2 separate regions of the Mus musculus genome follow, and region 2 is linked to region 1. The links are chromatin contacts, called in public Hi-C maps. All regions are on one chromosome and are shown on one strand. Each heading gives the region's core, a stretch centred on a gene start, on an enhancer-like site or on the middle of the called end of the contact. The rest is flanking DNA. Distances are from core to core; before and after follow the strand shown. Region 1 has its middle 57 kb from the start of Gm26071. Region 2 has its middle 87 kb from the start of Gm40388.

Region 1 (4,312 bases), core at 845-3,344:
TTCAATATATCATTAATGACTAAGTAGTGAACTTACTGAGCTCATGAAATCGCTCTGAAAGTGATAACCTTACCTCAACTCACTAGGCAACGATTAAGCAGAATATGCCTTCTGTTGTAAGGATCAATAACATATCTCGATGCTCAACTGTGCATCTCATTCAAGAAGCATGAATCCGCTGATTTAGTAAGGAACATTTGAGAGGAATGTAAATGACCTTATTGTGACTAAATGTTACAACGCACATTCTGGAGCTATTTCGTAGTCAAGTTCTTTGAACTATGGCATAAAAAACAAGTGTCAGTGCTTCTTGTCCTCTCACCCCAGTGACATGAACTATTGTGGAAGCCAATTTAAACCTACTATCAAACCAGCCACAGCAGAAGCACCCCGTCATCATTTCACACAAGCCTCTTCTTGTCCTACATCTTAGGCAATGTGCCAACTGTGCACCAGAAGCAGTTCTTGGTGGAAGCACAGCCTAGGGCATGTGGCTTCCAGTATTGGTATGTACTCTTTCTTCTTTACTTCTTATTCTACAACAAAAAACTAGGACCACAAAGACATCTGTTTAGGGAGAATATGACACAATCCAATGGGAATAAGTCAGTTAAGAGGAGCAAGACAAGTTGATTTGGAAAGCATGAACAATAGCTTGTGTTAGAGAAATATCTAATACTCATAAAAACAAAACATTGTGTATTATATTCTTATATTCGATGATACTGAAAACATTTAAAAAAGAATTTTATAGGAGACATAGTTTATAACTTCAAAGTCTCCCAAAGTAATCATAATGAAGTATACTGGATCTTCATGTGTAGAACCAAATAGAAATTGTTGGTTTTAATTTTGTCAAGATTTAGAGCAGTGACAAATAGTAATGAGATTATCTGAAAGCAAATTGTCAACTGTGCCAGGCTATTTATAAGCTTCAGAACATATTCTGGTACGATAAGAGTATGTGTCTGCTAACCAGAACTTGATGGAATAAGGTAGGTAGCATACTTAATTGTAATTTGTCTCTCCCCCCCCCCAGTAAATTAAGAAAAGAGATTTGCAACAGAAATAACTGGCTCATGACACATGGACTCTTAGTTTGATCTTTATTTTAATGCCAGAGATATAAAAGAATGAAAACACATGAATTGTTTCATTCTTTAAATATTCAAGTTAAACAGCCAAGGCTAAGCAGCTGACAAAGTGATTGAGTGCACTTGAAGTCACTGACACGGATTCAAGCTGACTTAGCTGCTCCAGATGGATTTCATGCTTCTTTCTATAAGGAGAGGTCATTTTCCGTCATTTACTTACCCCCTAATGTCTCTCTTTGTTAGACTTTCTGCAAGTATTAGCTTACAATACTTACAACTCAAAAATCTTTTATTTCTTCCTTCTCAGTGTTATGTATGTTAAAGCTAAAAGCTATGAGCATAGCTTATTCAGAATATTAGAGGCTTTGGTAGAGGGTATTTTAATTATGTTGTGCTCTTTTACACAAATGCATCATTTCTTCATCTTCCTCAAATCACTTGATAAATCACTTTGATGTCCCATGGCTGATAATTCCACCCCATCTCAGAGACTCTTCCAGCAACATATATGTTTTAAAATTATTTGAGTTGTATGGAGGCTTTGCAAAGGTGGCTCAGTCATTATCAGCCTAGTTGAGTTGATGAAGCCTAGGTTCATTGGGGCATATTGTCTGAGAAAAATAAGATGGAGAGTCATTAAGAAAGATACAGACGTTGACTTCTATTTGACACACATCCTCACACATCCCTGTATACACATGCCGCCAACACCCCTCACACCCCACACACCTCATGCACCCACATACACATTTGCAAGATAAATTCACTTTCCTTCATGTGCTTCATGTGCTTCCAGCTTGAACCCAAACCTTTCTGTATAAATCACCTTTCTAAGCCATCATTTCCTTTAATAAACTGATTTCAAGCTCTTCAGCTGTCAAATGTACAGGGGTCTGAGACATTTGGCAGAAACTTTCGGTTCAGTCCTTAATTTCAAAACTACGCATTCCTAGGCCAGGAAGCTGCAAATCAAGGCCAAAAAGGAGAAGCAGCTCAGTTCCAACCTCATCTGAGGAAACGAGCAGCTCCAGATGGTGACAGGCCAGAGTGGGAGCGCTGTGCCTAAAGGCCACAGAACTTAGATTCTCAACCTTTGCTACTAGGAAACTCTGGGACCACATCAGAGGGATGCATTAGAACTCTATATGCCAGCTGCCTGGTGGGGGAGAACATAAAACTCCCTACTGAAAGTCCTAGAGGAACTTTTAACCATGGAAGAAAGTGTTACTATAGCCAAAGGCACACTGAAACTTCTAGCAGACTACTGAGGTTAATGTGCAATAGTCATGCCACATTGTCTTTCTGAAGCTCACAGAATAAAATCAACTAGGAAAAGCAGACAGATGTACTTCATTTAATTAATGTAAATGTTAATGACTAAAGGGAGACAAATGAATTCCTGTGCTTATGCAGTAGGGATTTCTGCAAAAGATTTAGTCAGAGATTTCAACCATACATGCAAGTATTTCCACAGGAATAGACCCCACGTTTGACCTCTTCGGGAGGCTATGCTATTCAGAGACACTCTCCTGAACTCCTTCTTACATGAAAATATACAGGAAGAAAAACTCACCAATTTCTCTTCGTGGTGGTTTTACTTTATAAATATCCTCCAAGTTGTGAAGTTTTCCCACCTCAAGTTCAATTGCTGATTCTACAAGTTTCTTGAATGTTTAACACCCATGTCTGCGTAAAGGCTTACAATATGCTTCTGTAGGATCTTTGCTTCCACAGAACATAGTCTCCTGAACTAAAACATGGCAAATAAAATTCACAAATCTACTCTGCATTCCTTCTCCTGAAACTGCCCTTCTATCACTTCCATCACTTTTACCTCAATCTCCCAGCTTTATGTAGTTCTCCTCCTCCTCCTCCTCCTCCTCCTCCTCCTCCTCCTCCTCCTCCTCCTCCTCCTCCTCCTCCTCTTCCTCCTCCTCCTCCTCCATCTTTCTCTCTCTCATTTACCTCTGAGTCCATATATATGCATAGGTGTGAGATCAACTACTAGAACATGGACTAGCATGGGTAGCCACATAGATGTTCAGAATTGAGACTTCTTGGTGGATTTTTCCTTTGACGGGTGTGAAGTATCCTTCCCCATATCTTTTGATTACTTTTGGTTGAAAGTCTATTTTATTAGATATAGCAATGGCTACTCCAGTGTGTTTCTTGGAACCATTTTCTTGAAAAACTTTTTCCAGCCCTTTACTTTGAGATAAGTGTCTATCTTTGTTGCTGAAGTGTATTTTTTGTATGCAACAGAACTATGGATCTTGTTTACATATCCAGTCTGTTAGCCTGTGTTTTTTTTTTATTAAGGAATTGAGTCCATTGATGGTGAGAGATATTAATGACCAATGATTAGTAGTTCCTGTTATATTGTTCGAGGTAGAATTGTCTGTGTGAAATTCTCTTTTGTGGGGGGATTGTGAGATGATTAATTCCTTGTTTTCTTGGGTGTAGTTATTCTCCTTGTGTTGGAGTTTTCCTTCTAGTATCCTCTGTAGGACTGAATTAGTAGAAAGATATTGTTTAAATTTGATTTTGTTGTGGAATATCTTGGTTTCTCCATCTATGGTAATTGGAAGTTTTGCTTGGTATTATAGTCTAGCTTGTCATCTGTGGTCTCTTTAGGTCTGCAAGACATCTGTCCAAGATTTTCTGGCTTTTAGAGTCCCTTTTGAGATATCAAAATTCTGGGAGGTCTTCCTTTATATGTTAGTTGGCCTTTTCCCCTTGTAGCTTTTAATATTCTTTCTTTGTTCTGTATACTTAGTGTTTTGACTATTATGTGGTAGGAGGATTTTCTTTTCTGGTTCAATTGGTTCTGTAGGCTTCTGGTATATTCAGGGGTATCCCTTTCTTTAGGTTAGGGAAGTTTGTTTTTTTTTTGTTGTTGTTGTTGTTGTTTTTTGTTTTCCCTATGACTTTGTTGAAAATGTTTTCTGGCCCTCTGAACTGAAAATATTCACCTTCTTCTATTCCTATTACTCTTAGGTTGGGTCTTTTTCTTGTGTCCCAAGTTTCCTGGATGTTTTGTGTTAGGAAATTTGTATACTTTCTTTGAATAATGTTTCAATATCTTGTATGCTATCTTCTACACCTGAGATTATCTCTTCCAACTAGTGTGTTCTGTTTGTGGTGCTTCCATTTGTAGTTTCTAATCTTGTTCCTAGATTCTTCCATCTCCAGGGTTGCCTCCATTTGTGATTTCTTTA
Region 2 (4,009 bases), core at 507-3,006, 450 kb after region 1:
GTCACTGTGTAGCCCAACAAGTCCCTGTAAACCTTGACTAGATACTGTGCATGCTAATCAACTACTGTCCGTCCTGACTAGCCACTGTGCACCCAGACTAGACATTGTGCACCCAGATTAGACACTATGCATCCAGACCCTGCCATTGTACACCCAAACTAGACATTATACACCCAGACCAACCACTGTGCACCCTGACTACATCCTATGCACCCAGACCCAGGTACTGTGCATGCAGACCCAGCCATTTTCCACCCAGACCAGACACTGCACCCAGACTAGACACTGCTCCCAACCCCAAGCCCTGTGCACTCAGAACCAGTCTTTGAGCACCCTGCCCAGCCATTGTGCATACCCTGACTAGCCTCAGTCCTCTGCAAGTGCTTCCCCCAGCAGGCGTGTGAACAGCATTATCAACAACAGCCACAGTTAACTGGTTTTCCCTGAATATTTCCTATACAATAGGGACTTTGTTCCAGTTTCTTTATATTTCCATAGCCCTTACACAGTTGTAGCTTTGAAAATGCATCTCTTCTTTCTTTATTACAAATTCTGTGTAGGGTGAAACAGAACAGAACATATATACACCTACCACGAGTGGCAAGTGTAAAATTCCTCCTCCTTTCCTTTGCCATGTAAATTAAATAATAATTAACTTTAGATTAATTAGATCAGGGTCCTTACTAATCTTGGAGAACTGGTTGCCTTCAGAGTTGTTCAAAGATCACGTTCTGGGGAACAGAGAAATTACTAACTGATGTTAACTTCCTTCCAAATATTATAAACATGCCGTTCCTCATACTCCTCTCAAACTAATTGATCCATGTCCCATTCTGCTGTTCCCTTTCCCAGAAGTGCAGTCATGTTCTGATCCATTTTCTCTGGGTTGTTTATGGACTGAGATGAGGAAAAGAAGCAGAGAAATCTTGAGATTAGTTCTCCTGGAGTCTAATCCTTTCCTGGGATGTCTACTCAGAGCTCAGCCTCTTTCAGCAGCACTAGTAAGCAGACACTGGAAGGCTTTGCTTAAGAATGCTTTCACCCCACCTGCTCTATAACTCTTTTGCCACCTATGAGGTCATCTACTCCCTATCCTCCCTCCCCCTGTATGTGGGGGTGGGAAAGATCTGCAATGCCCCTGGCAACAGTCTCAGTAAAAGAGTTTGGTTGAGTTGTTTACTATCCTTGAAGCAACACTAGACAGGAGATGAAAACAGAAGAGGTGAACTGGAGTCATGCACCCAACATTAGAAAAGAAAAGGCAACGTTCTAGACAAATCACATGGCTTGGGAACAGGGCAAGGACCTAGCAGGAAAGAAAATTGCTTACTAAATGCTCCCTCTTGAAAACTTACAGGAGAAGATTTTTCAAGAAGTAAAAGATTCATAACCCTATGATTCAAGAATCTGGAAGTGAGTGTGACTCATTCTGGTTGCAAGGCAGAGAAAAGGCTGTTCTGACTGAGTAACTAGCAATCTCTAGAGAGGAGCAGGGAAATGAGGAAGCTGAAGAATGCTCTGTGGATACACAGACCACAGGAACAAAAACAAACAGAAAAGTAGGCTAACAAGACTAATTTCCAGATGAAACATCTCTACATTTTTATAGTCAGTAGAGCGGCTTTATTCGTAGTTTTTGCAGCAAAAACAATGGTCAAAAACAGGAGATTTATTCCTTAGGGCAAATACAAGACCAAAGGATATAAGGAAAGAATGCCTGTGGGCTGGGGCTATAGCTCGGTGAGTAGAATGTTTGCCTGGAATGCACAACACCCTGAGCTTGATCCCCTTTAATCCCAGCACTTGAGAGGTAAAGGCAAGAAGATCAAAAGTCAAAGAGCATCTTTGGCTACATGGAAAGTTGGAGGCAGACTGAGCTACATGAGACATTCTTAAGAAAGAGAAGAAAGGGAGGAGAAGGGAGGGTAAGAGAGGGGAGAGGAGAGGAGAAGAGAGGAGAGGAGAATGCCTACTTAGCCTCTTTCAGTCATGGGAGAGATGAGTCTGCATCACCAAGTAGCTGTTCTTATCCTAAGTAATCTAAATCAATTTCACTAGCGTGAAAAACTAACCTGCTCAAATATTGTATGATTTGTTCTCTTACTGCCATCTTGTGAAGTTCTAGACAAAGTGGATGACATTATCTCCATAGAAAATGTCTTATTCCTTCCTAGAAGACAGAAGCCATGGATGGAGTGCCAGCGGCTTGCTGCACCTTGATACTGAAAGCCAAGTACTAGAATACTGAGGAGCACAACGTCAACCACTGGCTTGCTCCTCTTCTGGAACTTGTTTGCCTCTGGGTGGTAAAAGGGTAACATGTTCCCCGACTTAGAACCAATTTTAACAGCATTGAAAAATGTAGATCCAATTCTGTATCAGCTTATCTTAAACCAACAAGATAAGAGGAGAGAGACATTTCGTCAATACAGTCAAGGGTCTGATTTGGCTGGGCCTGGAGTGGGGAGCAACCCCACATCCTCTAGGGACTCTTAAGATCATCAAATGGCTTCACATTAACTGCATTTCCTAGTAGAAAAAGTGCAGCTTGGGCAAGCAAGAGTTCTCAAAATGTGACTCAATGATAGTTTGGTGGGGACAAAGAAGGAAACGCTGGGAGAATTGGGGCTTGGGGTTCTTTTGTTTTGTTTTCAACCTCAGCAGGGTCTGAGGGCACAGTCTCTGTCCAGATGGTGTCTCTAAAAGACAGAAGATGTGAGAAGCACAACCGGTTCCTCCAGCTGCTTGAGCAGACCTGAGTCTCCAGAAGTACATGACACATAATGGGGTCCGACATACCAGAGACACACAAAATGGTGCCAAGCCCAGGGCATTGCCTGCTTCCTGCCCTCTGTCCACAAACACACTGCTAGGACATGCTGTTCCTCACGTACACCCTCACATTACACAGTTGCACACCATTCAAGATTATTGGACTATAGCTGACTGAATGAAGTATGTATACATATGCCAGTGAAATCCTGAATTAACCTAGATCTGCACTCTGGTGCTGGTCTCCAAAGTCTTCTTCCCAGATAACTCATTGTGTCTTCACCACCCTCACCCTCCATGCTACTAGAACAACTCCCCACAAAGGTCTACTTTAGAAATGGTGCTTTGTATAACAAGTTCCAGGACAGGTGATTGGAGACTTCTAAAAATGGCCAACTAGACATGAGTATCTGGATGCCCTGGAGATTTGCAGTTGTACAGAATTATCTTTACTTCTTTGCTTTGATAAAGACGGTTATTCTGTGGATTTTCCATCAAGAGTTTTATCAATATGGTTTGTAATGTTATTTAAGAAAAATGGGAAAATGGTTCAGTGTTTCTACAATCAGGTAAAATGTAAGTGATTGGATAACCATGAGGCATCCCAGTTAAAAGATGGACGTTGAAAATGGTATTTCAAGGACAATTCGAGGGATCTCATTCATGTCTTTTTGGTCGTTTATGCTTTGATGATGGTAGGAAAGGTCCATTTACAAAGCACAGAGGATGTGTGAAGTCAAAGAGGAGAGTGAACACATTACACCCAGAAACAAGACTTAAAATAAGTGTTCCTTTGGAGAAGACAAAGATAAGCACCCTATGCTGGTAAGATGTCTAGAACACCAGCCACATAAACGTAAATGTGTCGGAGGAGAATTAATATTGAAAACTTGAAAACTGTACACCGCAATCTCCTTGGGACATTTTATATGCCCACTCCATACTCAAGAGTGTTTTGAGGTTTTTGAGGTTCTAACTTCAGAAGTAATCACAGGGAGAGCAGCGAGAAGGCCTCATACCTAGACATGAACAACTCCTGTTACAAGAACTAGAAACAGACTACTAATGAATGAATCGGTTCTCAGGCTGGCAGTGAGGATGCCACAATGGAAGGGAAGGAAGTGGGAATGGGCATCCTGCCTGGAAGACCGAGGGGCAATGAGCCTCTCCTGCAGAGATTCAAAGTAGAAACGAAGATGGGTATCTCAGATGTCAACCACAAAAAGAGAGAAAAATA

Evidence for each region. A called contact is a pair of places that touch in the nucleus more often than the background predicts.
Region 2: a Hi-C map of bone marrow-derived macrophages shows a contact between it and region 1, with 16 read pairs. The contact joins two enhancer-like sites. A contact is called at or near these places in 1 of 15 datasets of contacts at CTCF or cohesin (the NIH/3T3 cell line), 1 of 484 Hi-C or Micro-C datasets (bone marrow-derived macrophages) and 1 of 115 datasets of contacts at active chromatin or transcription factors (embryonic fibroblasts).

The regions. Positions count from the first base shown.
Region 1 is chr12:35,382,312-35,386,623 of GRCm38.p6, forward strand. No RefSeq gene overlaps it. Among named protein-coding and RNA genes, the nearest start is that of Gm26071, 57 kb to the right of the region's middle. Within about 2 kb of position 2,095, at least 13 of the 459 cell types and tissues checked have an H3K27ac peak or open chromatin away from gene starts, as enhancers often do. A contact at or near this core is called in bone marrow-derived macrophages, where this site is marked.
Region 2 is chr12:35,832,040-35,836,048 of GRCm38.p6, forward strand. No RefSeq gene overlaps it. Among named protein-coding and RNA genes, the nearest start is that of Gm40388, 87 kb to the left of the region's middle. Within about 2 kb of position 1,757, at least 100 of the 459 cell types and tissues checked have an H3K27ac peak or open chromatin away from gene starts, as enhancers often do. A contact at or near this core is called in bone marrow-derived macrophages, where this site is marked.